Regions from separate parts of the Mus musculus genome. Here region 1 is linked to region 2. The links are chromatin contacts, called in public HiChIP or PLAC-seq maps. All regions are on one chromosome and are shown on one strand. Each heading gives the region's core, a stretch centred on a gene start, on an enhancer-like site or on the middle of the called end of the contact. The rest is flanking DNA. Distances are from core to core; before and after follow the strand shown.

Region 1 (6,273 bases), core at 3,756-6,255, 130 kb after region 2:
ATAGGAGTGTGGCTTCTGCAAGAGGCCTGGGAACAGTGCAGGCTTGCAGGATCTTCTACAAGGATGATCAGGCAGCAGGAGGCCGGGCAAAAGGTAAATCAGAGTTTGTTACTTTCACCCCAAGTGGAGCTGTCTTCTGGGGGACCACATCTGTTACAATGGCTGCCCAACCCCTTGCCAATCATCTCTTCTGCTTATTTATTTATTTATTTATTTATTTATTTATTTGATCACTGTTTTGAAATATGGAGTCGGGGTACTTCCTTAGTCCACTCTGTGCTCCCAGTGGGATGGAAGACATCAGGCAGCCTCCAGGCCTCACCCTGACTAAACTGTATTTACCATCTCTCCTAGGTTAGCTCCAGCATCTTGAGTTTCCACAAAAGCTTCTTTTTGAGGGAAGAATTTCACCAGACGAGATAATCTTTACATTCCCTTTCCAAGTATAAACTCCTTCTATGGTCCTCTTAACAAAAATACAAAGATGCAAGCCATGATATTTCCATTACTGGTAACTAGCAAACGGCTGCTCGGGAGCTTCTGAAATTTTGGATTTCAAGTGTGTCTAGGCAGTTGCCTTTCACCAGTGTCTACCCGAGACCAGCGATTGTCTCTTAAAGTCCTGGACCAACCAAGCACCAATTCCTTTAAGGGCCGTCCCATTTGTTCTCTTCCCCATCCTCTTCCCCATCCAAGCACCAATTCCTTTAAGGGCCGTCCCATATGTTCTCTTCCCCAATCTTGCACAGCATCTCTTCTGGTTCTATAAGCCCACTGCTCATGATGCGAGATCCAGAGGCACCATCTTGACAGGCTCTTTCCTATCACTCTGGTATTTAAAACCACACTCCTGTTTTAAAGCTAATCTCAAACATCCAGCTCCCCTAGAAAGCCTTTTTGTCTGTACTTTTGTACCTATTTGAGCGCCACGATTGGTTAACTGTTTCATGACACTGGACTGCATGATAAGCAGACCATGACAACGGAGGCCCTAATGTGGCTCTAGCCCATGCTGAGAGTGCTCACCGCAATGCTGAGCTCTGCACTAAGGCTCCTTGCTGCATGAGTAGCAGCTATTGCTTCTTAGTCAACAAAGGCTGGGCTGTATCCATGTAACTTCTCTCATTCTGCAATCACACAGCATTAGCCTATCGAACAATTAAACCTCACCTAGCCTGTAAAGGTCTCTTTCCCTCAGAACACTTCCTTGACTCCTCAGCCCACAAGCTCGCACTTATTGCTTCGATCTCAGCTCTACAGTGACTCATCTCAGCCCTTATTAAACTCTTACTTGCTTATGGTTAATCTGTTCTTGTCTTGGTCAGACATTTTTGTTTGTTTGTTTTAAGAGATTTATTTTTTATTTTATATATATGGGTATTTGCCTATATGTATGTCTGCATACCATGTGTATGACTGCTGCCTTTAGAGGACCAGATCTCCTGGGACTGGAGTTGCAGCTAATTGTTAGTTGCTGGAAACCAAACCCAAGTATTCTGCAAGAATAACAAGTGGTCTTAACCCACTGGGCCATCTCCCTAGCATCCCCGAGTGGTTTTTGAAACAGGGACAATATCTTCCATCTTATAGTTATATTTTGGCTGTTGACACAGGGTTTCCCTATGCTGCCTAGGCAAGTCTTGAACTGGCAGCAATCCTCCTGTCCCAGCCTCCTGAGTGCTGGAATTATAAGGCCACACCCACTGTGCCCTAAAAGTATCATTCATTTTATATTCTCCATCACGCTACTACATTGTTCTCTAGTGTCTGTGAATTGGAATTGGTTTTAATTCACTGGAAATGGCTCAAGGAAGACCCTGGTTTATCTAAGAGACAGAACTTGATATACATTAAAAGGAAAAAAAAATACTGTACTAGGGCTCTACATAGTATTATGAAAATGCAAGTCAGACCATGACAATATTGTGCAAAACTTCTAACAGCAACATTCCACCCCCATTCTCCCAAGATCAACAGCACTGAGTGGAGGAAGATAGTTATTTCTGTGCCTTCAAACAAGCTTATTACTAACTCCAGGGTAGGGTTGCAGATTTCGGCATTTAAAGAGCATAAAGCATCAGCAGTTGGGGACTGAATGCCTGGTACACAACTGTGTGAAAGGACTATCTTTCACTTTCCAGTGCAGTATGACGCTTGGATCTGGATCCTGGGCTCAGTTAAACATACTAATCCGCATAAGACTGCTTTACCCCGACCAGCCTGCATAAGCCCAGCTGTCAGCAAGAAACTTCCAATTTCACTTCTTCAACAGCTTGCTCCTTGCTGCATTTGCAAAAGCAGTATGTAACGAAGAGGATGTTTTGCACCTTGTTTCACAGGTTTGGGTTGAAATGTAACTTCATACTTCTATTGTTTTAAAAATACAAACAGGATCTCAAGGTGTCCTGGCCTTAAACACTCCTGAGATGTCTGAAAGGGAAGAAGTCTGGATCTAAAATACACCAATCCCACCTCCCCCATCAGTTCTTCACCAGGTTGAAGGTGACCTCAACAGGCTGAGTTAGAGGACTGAAGAAGTCCTAATGGTAGTCTCCTCTCCCCAGAGTCTCAGACTGAGAGCAAGGCAGTGGTCACATTCCCACTCAATCTGTCTGTCCCTCAGATGTCAAGAAGAGGGACTGCTGGGGAAACCTTTTAGACAAAAGAAGGGGGGGGGGGAGAAAAAGGAGAGGTGGGGGAAGAAAAGAGAAAAAGGAACGGAAAGCACCAAGTCCAGCCCAGCCCACCCCCCCACAAAAGCAGGTGTGCTACGTGACTAGCTAGCCTTGTTGAGACTCGCGTGTCTTCCAGTCTTGGCAGGGACCACAAATGATAGCCTTACAATGCCCCACGATCACCCTACTACAACAGCCCCTTTGGGCTGGACTCCTGCCAGTGGCAATGGAGGTGGGACAGCAAGCTGCAGCAGGCTGAGGGCTTAGCCACACTGTTTCTCAGGTCACTGCAAAAGAGCGAGCTACTTCCTGTGGAGGAGAGCAGTCCAGAACACAGGAGACTGGGAAGAGGCTGGGGCCATGGGAAAGTAGAATCAGACCCAAGCCCCAGTCTTTCTGCCCTGGCAGTGTAGTCTCTTGTGTGAATAAATCTGGTGGTTAGAAAAAAAAAATGCTGTCTTCAGCTCTTGTGAAGCAAATGGAATTCTTTCTAGAGCAGATTCTGAAGCTGGCTATAGACGTCTGGGGAAGACCTGGGACTGCCACACACAAGCAAGCCCCAGCCTTGTCTCTATAAGCACATTTTACTCACATTCTTAAACCCATAGGCCCTCAAGGGGAACAGCACTCAGCTTACTGGGGACTAGTAAAGAAGGGGGACACAGGGGTGGGAGGAGTGATCAAAGGAAGCTGAGAAGGAGGTGAGCCGTGTTACAGTTCACAGTTTGCAAGTCAGAGCTGGCTTGAGGGGCCAAGTACTAGAGTGGGCCCACAAACACAAGCTCTCCCATACCTACTCCCTTCATCAACACCATTTTACTGAAACAACCAACCAACCCCCCCCCCCACACACACACATTTTTCTTACTCACCTTGAGATCTATTCTCATATTCTCAAAAGCCTATTTTCCTCATCAGACTATAAGATTTATTTAACAGAATGACAAATAGCCAACTGCATGCCAACAGAGCACCAGTCCTCCCACAGGCCCTGAGGCCACAGGGATGGCTGCCTGAACCAAGAAATATAACTTTCCCACAGTGTCCTGGTACCATGCAGCCCTGACATTGGGAGAGGCTGCAGGCCTGATGGCTTTGGAAGTCTTGAGTCTGCTTCTGCCTAGCAAGGGGGAGTAAGGCCATGAGCATGGGAAGAACATTTCTAACTGGGTGCTAGAACTACAGTGGCTGATGGCTTAGCCTTTGCTAAGTTCATAAACTATGAACTTTGTCTCAGGGTCAACAGCAGCTCTCACTTGGAGCTGGCCAAGTATTTAGGTGCTCAGGTCCTACCTTCAGTCTAACTAGTGACTTCTGAGAACACGTTCTATCTGAGCAGCTCTATTTTAGACAGTCCAACATGACAAGCAGTGTCTGGACACATGGAGGCAGTAAGGTCCAGGAAAAAGCTTGACAAGGACTTGGCAGCTGAGTACAGATATTAGCAGTTTTCAGTGGGGTCCACGCCTGTTCAGCTGTGTAGATGGATGGGTTCTCCTGACCTCTGAGGGTTACATCTCTGCAAATGCATAGGGACTTCACAGGGTTTTCCGTATTTAAATCCCAGATCCAGGAGTTTGCCTGAGAACCTGTTTTGTTGCCCTCTTTACACTGCACTGTGGTTTTAAGAAATAGTTGCAGTGCCTAAGTCAGTCTGGCCTCGCCCAGAAAAGGCTGATAAACAAACTGACCCAAGTACTGCCTGTTCTACTTTAGCCACATCTTAAAAGATGAAAATGTAACACGACCCTCTGGAACAAGGACCACATGAGGGTCCCTGGCTTCAGTGGACTTGGGAAGGCAAAGGCATTTATTTCTACAGCAGAGTCTCTCAGGGTGGGAGTTGACACTGGGAGGTTTTAAATCTTCCCCGGTGATTCCAGCATTCTACCCTGAGCATCAGGAACTATTGTTTGGAATGAAAACTTGCTACCAGCCAACCTGGCATTTGTTAGTGCCAAGACCAGGAGTCACAGTCTCCTGTGGGATCCTAATGGGAGAAGTGGCTGGGTGAGTACAGCAGTGATGTGTGTAAAGCACGCTCTATTAAAAGCAATGACCAGAGCCAGAGTGGTAGTGTCCCAGTGTCATCCCAGCAGTAGGAGGGCCGTGGCTGGCCTAGGCTAAGGAGCAAGGCTCTGTCTGTCTCAAAGTAAAATTAAAGCTATCACCATCCCCACTCTCCCAGGAGGAGGCTAGCAAGACAGAATGTGCAAACAAGCACACACAAAGAGACATAAAGCACATGGCTTGCTACCAGGATCTGAACAAGTTTTTGTTTGTTACCTGGCACCCCTGGCAGAGCACACAGTACACCCAGGCCCTAGTGGTACCCTGGGAAAGCCCAGGGAAAAGTCCTTATGAACCAGAAACAAAAGGTTAAAGCGTGTCAGTTACTGTGTTAAAACATTGAAAGTAAAAGTTGAAAACATAACCATACTTGTTTGCCTTATCTCTTGAACTTATGCCAAACTAAACTAGTGTTATACATAGGGTGTGTCAACACAGAAAAGTTAATTTTCTAATACCAAGAGCATTTTGAGATAAACTCATGGAATCATATATATTGATTGCTTCATCCAGAGCTTGGTACAAAGTAGGCATTCCAAAAATAACTTTTAAAAACCCTTAAACTTTTGGCAAGGTCTCCATGCACTGTTTGTGGGACGAGGGTCTCACAACGTACAGCAGCTGTAGCACTGCGCTGCCTCTCAAGAGACTTAGTCTGCTTTTAGAAATGAAACCTAAGGCCAGAGTTACAGACTGACTCCACACCACACGCAGCAATGAAGGCAAAGTAGAGCAATGAAGCCAATTATAGTGGCATATGCTTTTAATCCCAGCGCACTTGGGAGGCAGAGGCAGGTGGATCTTGGTGAGTTTCAGGAGAGTAAGAACTATATAATGAGACCAATCTCAAAAAACCCAGCAAAACAAACCAATAAGCCCAATCTCTCTCTCTCCGCCCCCTCATACATACACACACACACACACACACACACACACACACACAGGCATAGAGACACACAGAGAGATGCTTAAGCCCACTTTTCAACAAAAGATTCTTTTCCTAGTTAATCAAAAAGGCAAAATTAGGCAAAATTATTTTTTTTGTAGAGATGGATAGTGATAGGAAAAATCAACCCCCCAATTCCCCAAATTGAAAAAAAAAAAAACTCTGAAGAAATAATAGAGATTTTAGTTTTTGTTTGTACTTGCTATTTTTAAATGTTTTAAGTATGAAGTTACTATGTTAACCCCAGCACTTCTATCTCTTGGCTGTCCCATCACACGCTGCCAATGACAGCTCTACTTTCTGTGTCTATGAACTATCTGCTCAGCCAGCCATCTCTCGGGGTACCTCCATGTGGTGGCACAGGTCAGATCTCTCTTGCTGCTTGGGGATATAGCTGTGGCAGCGCACTGGCCTAGCATGTGGAAAGGCCTGGGTTCAATCCCTAGTTGAGGATGGGAACTTCTCTTTTAAAGATGGACTAATGTTACCATATGTATATAGCATATTTTGCTTACATTGTCAGCAATGAACACTGCTGTTCTGTGGTTTGGTGACCAGGAAGAACGTTGCTCTGAGCATAGC
Region 2 (7,011 bases), core at 320-2,819:
ACACAGCATACACCAGGCAGACGAAACCTGCTTCCAGCACCGCCCCATAAGGCACCTTCTACGACCCGATTCTCAGAGATTCCTGTCTTCCTCTCTATGACACAACCTTGCAAGAGCTAGGTTTCAGGCTAGCCTGAGTCACCACCCACCTGGACCAAGCATCGCATCGAGCTAGCTAGGTACGACCCCACGTACCTATCCCCAGACCCTTTCCTGCCTGTTCCCTCACCCCTGCACAACAAGGCCACATTTCCTGCTTCTGCCTTGCTCTGGGGTTGGACCCTGCATGCTCTGAAGGGCAGCCCATTCCTGGGCTCAGTCTGGGAGGACTGAGATTAGCACGAACTCCCTCCAGCCATCTCCCGAGCTCAGAGTGGGTTCATCCTGACCCAGCACCTGGTCACCTGGCATGATTGTACGTGTGAAGGACAGAGGAGGCCCACAGGGCAGGAACAGGAGACCCTGGGGTCTACCCCCAGTAGCCTTATTTAATGAGTATGGAATTAAAAATGGTAGCTAAGAGCAGGCACAGACAAGGGAGCATTCCAGAAGCCCTGGTGACATAAGGGCCCTCCTCCTGCCTTCCCAAGACAGAGATGGGTTGGGGATTCTGTCAAGTGTCACATACCTGCCCCCAGCATTCCTGGGTGGCCGCAGTAATAGGTTCTGTACATCACAGATTGCGGTGTTTCACAACAAAGTGTGGACTTTAGACCACATCAGAATCCAGCAGAGAATAACTGAATGCTTGCTCCATCACCCCGACAACGTCCAGAGTGGGAGACTGAGGTTCAGGCAGATGTGCAGATGATGAGATGGCTCAAGGTTGTGCAGAGAGACTAGAACAGGGCTTCCTGGCCCCCACCTCTGGCTCTACAGGTTGTACTATGTCATGTCAAAGGGATCAGATGTCACAGACTGGAATAGGTTTAATTTCATGCTGTTATATCAGCAGTGGGGAGGGAGGGGCTAGGAATAAGGGGTGGAAATAAAGAGGTAACAAAGACAGTAAGCCTGGTGCACAGGCCGGGAGCTCCCTCCCTTCCTCCCTCCCTCCCTCCCTCCCTCCCTCCCTCCCGAGAAGTCTAGTCAGGTGTAGCAGGTGTGGCCAGGCTCAGCACCCAGTGCCCTAATTAACTCCTGGTGACAGTTTCTAGCTTGTGCGTTATCACCTTGGGTTTCTTGTCTTTATCAGAACCAAAGGTTGATTGGAGGCTCTGGCCAGGGCTCAAAGCAGCTGCAGTCCTACAGAGCATTTACAACTATGAATGAATAACACCCCCTCTCTCTCCCTCTCTCTCCCAGATGCCGCTGCTTCCCATAAACCTCTGCTGGCTCCTCACCTCGCTCACTCCCTTAGAGGACCACACCGCTCTTTCTTATCTGACCACTGGAGAACGGCAGAGCCCAGGCTGAGTTGGCTGGGACCCAGCTTCCTGATGGCTACACTCAGCATCCCACAAGGGTGCCCTCAGTCACGGACCTACCAGAGTCTCACAAACTGTCCCTTGGTACGTACTCCTCAGCCTCTCTCACTGGGACAAAGGTTCCTGGTTTTATCAACAGAGAGGTAGAATATTAATCTGGCCATCTCTGCCCCAGCCCTGACCCCTGATGGCCACTACTCTGCAGAGGTTAGGTGTTAGTGCCGCAGAATGGGTGAGGAAGGTATATGACCTGAATCAGACCTTTCCTGTCCCCTAGGGTTCCTGTTTGGTCCCTTGGGGAGAGTAGCCCAGAATCTGTTAGCAGAGGGAATACCTGGGTCCTCTTCCTTGCTCAGCCAGGCTCTCCAGTCTCAGTCCTATGGCAATTCCCCACACCCCAGATCTCAGCTGCACCACCACAGGCTATGTGGACTTTGAACTGTGGCCAGATCCTTGTTCCTCTGAGACTTGGCCCCTGAGCCAAGTGGTCCCTCCTCTCCTTCCACATAGATCCAGACCCTGGGCAGAACTCATTTGTGTTTGCACCCACGGAGCCCCACCCGTAGCCCTTGGCTTCTGGTCCAGAGATCACTTGGGGAAGCAGGGGTGCCTTGCAGGGATGACCTAGAGACCTCAGCAGAGGCAGCTTGCCCTTCTTTGATAGGTGTGTGGGGGGTGGGGTGGGTGGGTGTGCGCACAGGTATGTGTGCCATGCCAAAACACTCTCCTGCGACGTTCACTGTATGAAGTGACACTGTCCATACACCAGGCGGTTGCCTTTATGGCCAAGTATAAAAGGTAATCATTGGCCACTCGGAGGCCATCCTGCGCGTCAGAGCCATCCAACCTCAACCCCGCCAGGCCCTGGATTACTTTACAGTCACATAAAAGGAGCCTCCAGACTGTTCCCTGAGGACTTTGGCCCTCGAGGAAGGAGTGGTTCCTTTGAGACAACCCTTTCTTACAATGTTTACTTGACCAGAGAGGAGACCCATGCCTTTTATCTAACACTGGGATTGTCTCAGCATAGCCCACTGAGCTACACGGCCTATGTACACCTGCCCTCACCACCTGCCTCTTCCAAAGGGACCCTACAGACATTCAGACCCACCCGGCAGGGGCCTGCCCACCTTGGAGCTTAGGCAGAGCTGGCAAGTATGTTTTCCTTTGCATGGCGTGTCTCATTGAGTCCTTGCTAACCTGTGCAGTAGGCATAAACATGATGCCCATTTCACAGACAGGAAAGGCTGGGCTCAGAGAGGTCAAGCAACTTGCCCCCATCACACAGCCTCAAAAGAACCAACCCTGACAATATATATACATGGTTTCCAAACTCTTCTATGTACTGCTGCCATTGAAAGCAACTCTTAGCTGCGCTTCAATACACTTGTTTACCTGTCATCATAAAGCACAAAGCTGCGATCAGAAGTCTGTGTATCACACATCAGTAAATGTCGCACCCCAGTGCTGATGCTCAAACCAGGTCAAACCAACGCAACGCTCTTCCCAAGTCTGCGGGGAGCCCTGAGCTTAACTCAGAAGGGAAGACAGGCAAGTCTCATGTTCTGGAAGGACATTCCCATAGAAGAAATGCCCAGAGCAAACCTCAACTGGTATAGAAAGGCAGGGATGCTGGGCCCAGGAGAAGCCCTGAGGAATAGGAGAGCCAGAGACTCTCAGCAGAGGCCAGCTTCGTCTGCCTGCTAGTGCTAGGCCTTGTGTAGATTGTTGCTGAGAGCCACAGAGAGCTCGTGACCAGAAGCATGACTTTACCAGAGCTGAGTTCCAGAAACTTCTCTATGGCTGCAGCGGAGAGTAGGGATTGCAGTATCAGATTAGTATTTCCCAAGCTTTATAAAGCAGCCCCTGAAGTCCTACGGCCTGAGACTGAAAGCTGTTGGGATAACTTCCCTTCTGGCCCTAAGCATCCATGCTGTGTTTACCAACCGTGGTGGGCTCTGCTACCTCCGTGGCCTTGGTTTCTCATCTATACAAGGACAACACAACAGTACGTAGCCTAGAGCTACCAGGGAGAACTGTGGTGGGGCCTGCTTCCGTCCGTACCCAGGACACGGCAGACACCGAGTAAGGGAAGGCTTTCCTAGTTACTGAGACACACACACACCACACCCTTCACTCTGCTTGCTGTTCAGCCCAACCTCTCACACCCTGGTCAACTTCATTCTGAGCCCCGAAACACTTTCTGCTTTCTCCTCTAGGCTTGCCTAGCTCTAGAGAGCAGAGCCCCAATTGTCACCATGGACAGATCTCTGTCTAATCTAGGATTCCAGGTCTAACACTTGTGGCCCAGCAGATAGGGTGCTTATGTGACACAAAGGCCCAGGTTCATTCTCCAAAACTGAATAAGCCACAAAAGGAAGGCGCTCACCTGCAATCCCAGCACTAGGGAGGAAGAGGCAGGAAGACCTGCAGTTCAAGGTCACTGTCTGCTGAAAATCAAGCTTAGGCCAATCTGGCAACTTGAGTTTCACACTGGGAACCTAAGTGTCTTAGTCAGGGTTTCTATTCCTGCACGAATGTCATGACCAAGAAGCAAGTTGGGGAGGAAAGGGTTTATTTGGCTTACACTTCCATGTTGCTGTTCATCACCAAAGGAAGTCAGGACTGGGACTCAAGCAGGTCAGGAAGCAGGAGCTGATGCAGAAGCCATGGAGGGATGTTCTTTACTGGCTTGCTTCCCCTGGTTTGCTCAGCCTGCTCTCTTATAGAACCCAAGACAACCAGCCCAGAGATGGTCCCACCCACAAGGGGCCTTTCCCCCTTGATCACTAATTGAGAAAATGCCTTACAGTTGGTCTCATGGAGGCATTTCCTCAACTGAAGCTCCTTTCTCTGTGATAACTCCAGCTGTGTCAAGTTGACACAAAACTAGCCAATACACTAAGTAAAGGGAGAAAAAAACAAATTCCGAAGCTGTCTTCTCACCTCCAAATACGGCATCACACACACACACACACACACACACACACACACACACACACACACACTGTATACAGAGAAACACACAACCCAACTCCTTGTGAGTTTCAGCGCACAGAAATGTCCACAGCACACAGGGTGTTCTTCACTCGGCCCTCTCCTCAGAGTGAGGAAGGGGAGGACCTTGGGTGCCATTAAGTACAGGGTTAGAGGGTGATAGAGAAAGAAACGAGCAGGAAGTTGGAGAGAGACCAGGGAGACTTAAGCAAACTGAGAGAGTAGACACTGTCAGGGAGTGCGGGCCGGGGGCCAGTGAGAAGGAACACAGATTGGCGGCCTCCCTCTTATCCATGCCTCAGTTTCCCACAGGTTTAAAGAAGGTAATGTGAGCCTGAAAGTCACAAGGCTGCTGTAGGCAGGAGTGAACTTATAATAGAAACTAGCACAGGCTTGACCCCAAGGTGCTAAGTAGACAGAGCCCTGCCCTGCCAGCTAAGCCAGTGGCTGGGCTTCCCCTAGAGCTGGGGTAGGGTGTGGCCCGGTGAGCCATCTTTACTATCTTGGCCTAGGAGATCTGCAAAGATGGGGACAGATGTGTCCAGGGGAGTGGAGTGCTGAGGAAAATCTGCTACCTAGACAACAAAGCCTAGGAAGATCTTGTCTGACCTTCTGCGCCCTGCTCACTTCCCAGCGCTCTGTCTCTCAGGACTTTCTGGGGCACGTGCTTTCAGAATTGAACGTCCTAGGGACAAGAAACAAAGCACTCTGGGAGCTCCCAGGCTAGCTGGCTCGCCACTTAGAGAACAAGGAAAAGCAATGGCTCGGAGAATGATGGGTAAGGACCAAGTGGAGGTAGGAAGGAGCCAGAGCCTGCATGCTGTAGGGTCAGAGGGGGTGTGGGATGTACTGCACACCAGAACTGTGCCCACGGGCTGGGCCAGTGACGGTGAGGATGCGTCAGAAAGGAACAGTGGCTGAACTCTGTGTGGCCTGGGGAGCTGAGATTTGGATAAACAGAAGTACCGAGGGGCCATGTCTGGTGAGCCATGGGTGAGACAGCTCTGACACCCGGTAGTTGTGACAAATGTTAAGACAGACACTGGAGATCCAGCATATTGATCTCACTGGAGCCGCCACCACCAAATGCAGAGACAGCCAGCACCTCTGGATCACTTCCTAGCTCCTCTATCCAACATGCCTGGTATAGCTTCCCACCACCACCACCACAAGCTGCAGGCCCCAACTGTGTTGACAAATGGGCCCTTCCTCCCGCCCCATGGAGCTGACATTGTAAAGCTGGAAGTGAGTCATAGAGCTCTTTCCTTCCTTCTCTTCCTCTCCCCTGCGCTTGCAGACACCCCTCCATTCCCAGTCTCTCAGCCCTCACACCCCAGCTTTTAAAACCCATAAACTCTATAGAAGTGGCAAGCAGCATAAATGCCCCGGTCCAGGCTGGGGTACTGAGGAGCTAGCTGAGCAAGGGCTCTGAGTGTGGGGTCTGTATGCAGTGGGAGGCAGTGTGGGACACAGCAGATGTCTGATCCTATGAGCTTGCTGACATCAGTAGGGACCTGAAACGTCTGTCTGGAGGCTATGGTTGGGATGAGAGCTTCTGGGGGGGAAGGGGGGGAGCACTGTTGGAACTGACATGTTTTTCACCTGCTCTACAAATGAAGGGACTGTGTGCGTAGCAAGGGTGTGTGGGTCCCAGGCGTGTCCCTGTGACCATCTGAGTAGTGAGCGTGGGAGGAGGCGGTTGCTCTGTATGGTGTAGGGGACCCTTAGAGTGTCTCTGTCCCTGGGAAGGGAAGGGGGTGGAGACTCAGAGCTGAGGGGTCTGTAGCTGGTGAGCCTGCCTTGGCCTTTGGTTTTGCAGGATGTGAGCGGGCTGTTTTTGGATGGAGCCCAGCATCACACCCTCCAGTCTGTTTCCCGCAGCAAGGCCAGATTGTCAGTTAGTGGTTGTGGTTGGAGTCTGTGTCACTTTCTCAGGGGAACTGCAGCAGGTAGGGAATATATATCATATATTCTAAGGTTCTTGCAACCCCCTCCTCCAAGTCAGGTTTCCCTCATCTGAGTTCAGCTGGAGAGAAGGGTGGCCAGACATGTGGGACACACACCATCCAACGGGACCTTGCTCCTCCATGCCTCGGTCTCCTGGAAGTGGAAGAGCAGGGCAGTGGGGAGAGCATCCGTGAAGACATGGCCGTGAAGCACTATGCTACACGTACTTGAGGAGAACAATGCAGCCCTGTTTTTCCCTTCTATTATATTCTAAAGTATCTACACACAATGGCTAGAGTTCACTAGGTGTCCTCCTATCATCCTGAGGTTTCCAGATACACAGGAAAACCCCAAAAGCCTACAGTATTAAAGGATCACAGCCAGATCCCTGTTTCCATCTGAGGGTCCTGTCCTCCCTCCTGACTGTAGACAGGTCTTAGACAGATCTATAGACAGACGTTACCTGCCTGGAGTCATGGCCTCCAGGGAGGGGAGCCCAACAGATGAGCTGTCTCCTTTTACACCCCCTCCCCTAAGGCAAGAGTTCCATCAGAGACTCCCTGGCTAAGGGTTGAAGGGTTATCTCTAGAAGGTACTGACAGGCAGCCCACCCGCCCTTGAACCTGTCTATAGATGAAAT

The links. HiChIP or PLAC-seq counts read pairs in DNA pulled down with a chosen protein or histone mark.
Region 1: a FOXA1 HiChIP or PLAC-seq map of pancreatic cancer cells shows a contact between it and region 2. The contact joins two enhancer-like sites. A contact is called at or near these places in 5 of 115 datasets of contacts at active chromatin or transcription factors (the HPC-7 cell line, bone marrow-derived macrophages, embryonic stem cells and 2 more).

The regions. Positions count from the first base shown.
Region 1 is chr17:84,261,611-84,267,883 of GRCm38.p6, forward strand. The region is part of intron 30 of Thada (thyroid adenoma associated); the gene reads right to left. Among named protein-coding and RNA genes, the nearest start is that of Gm24492, 23 kb to the right of the region's middle. Within about 2 kb of position 5,006, at least 74 of the 459 cell types and tissues checked have an H3K27ac peak or open chromatin away from gene starts, as enhancers often do. A contact at or near this core is called in pancreatic cancer cells, where this site is marked.
Region 2 is chr17:84,135,707-84,142,717 of GRCm38.p6, forward strand. All of the region lies in intron 1 of Gm19696 (predicted gene, 19696), which reads right to left. Among named protein-coding and RNA genes, the nearest start is that of Gm19696, 17 kb to the right of the region's middle. Within about 2 kb of position 1,570, at least 27 of the 459 cell types and tissues checked have an H3K27ac peak or open chromatin away from gene starts, as enhancers often do. A contact at or near this core is called in pancreatic cancer cells, where this site is marked.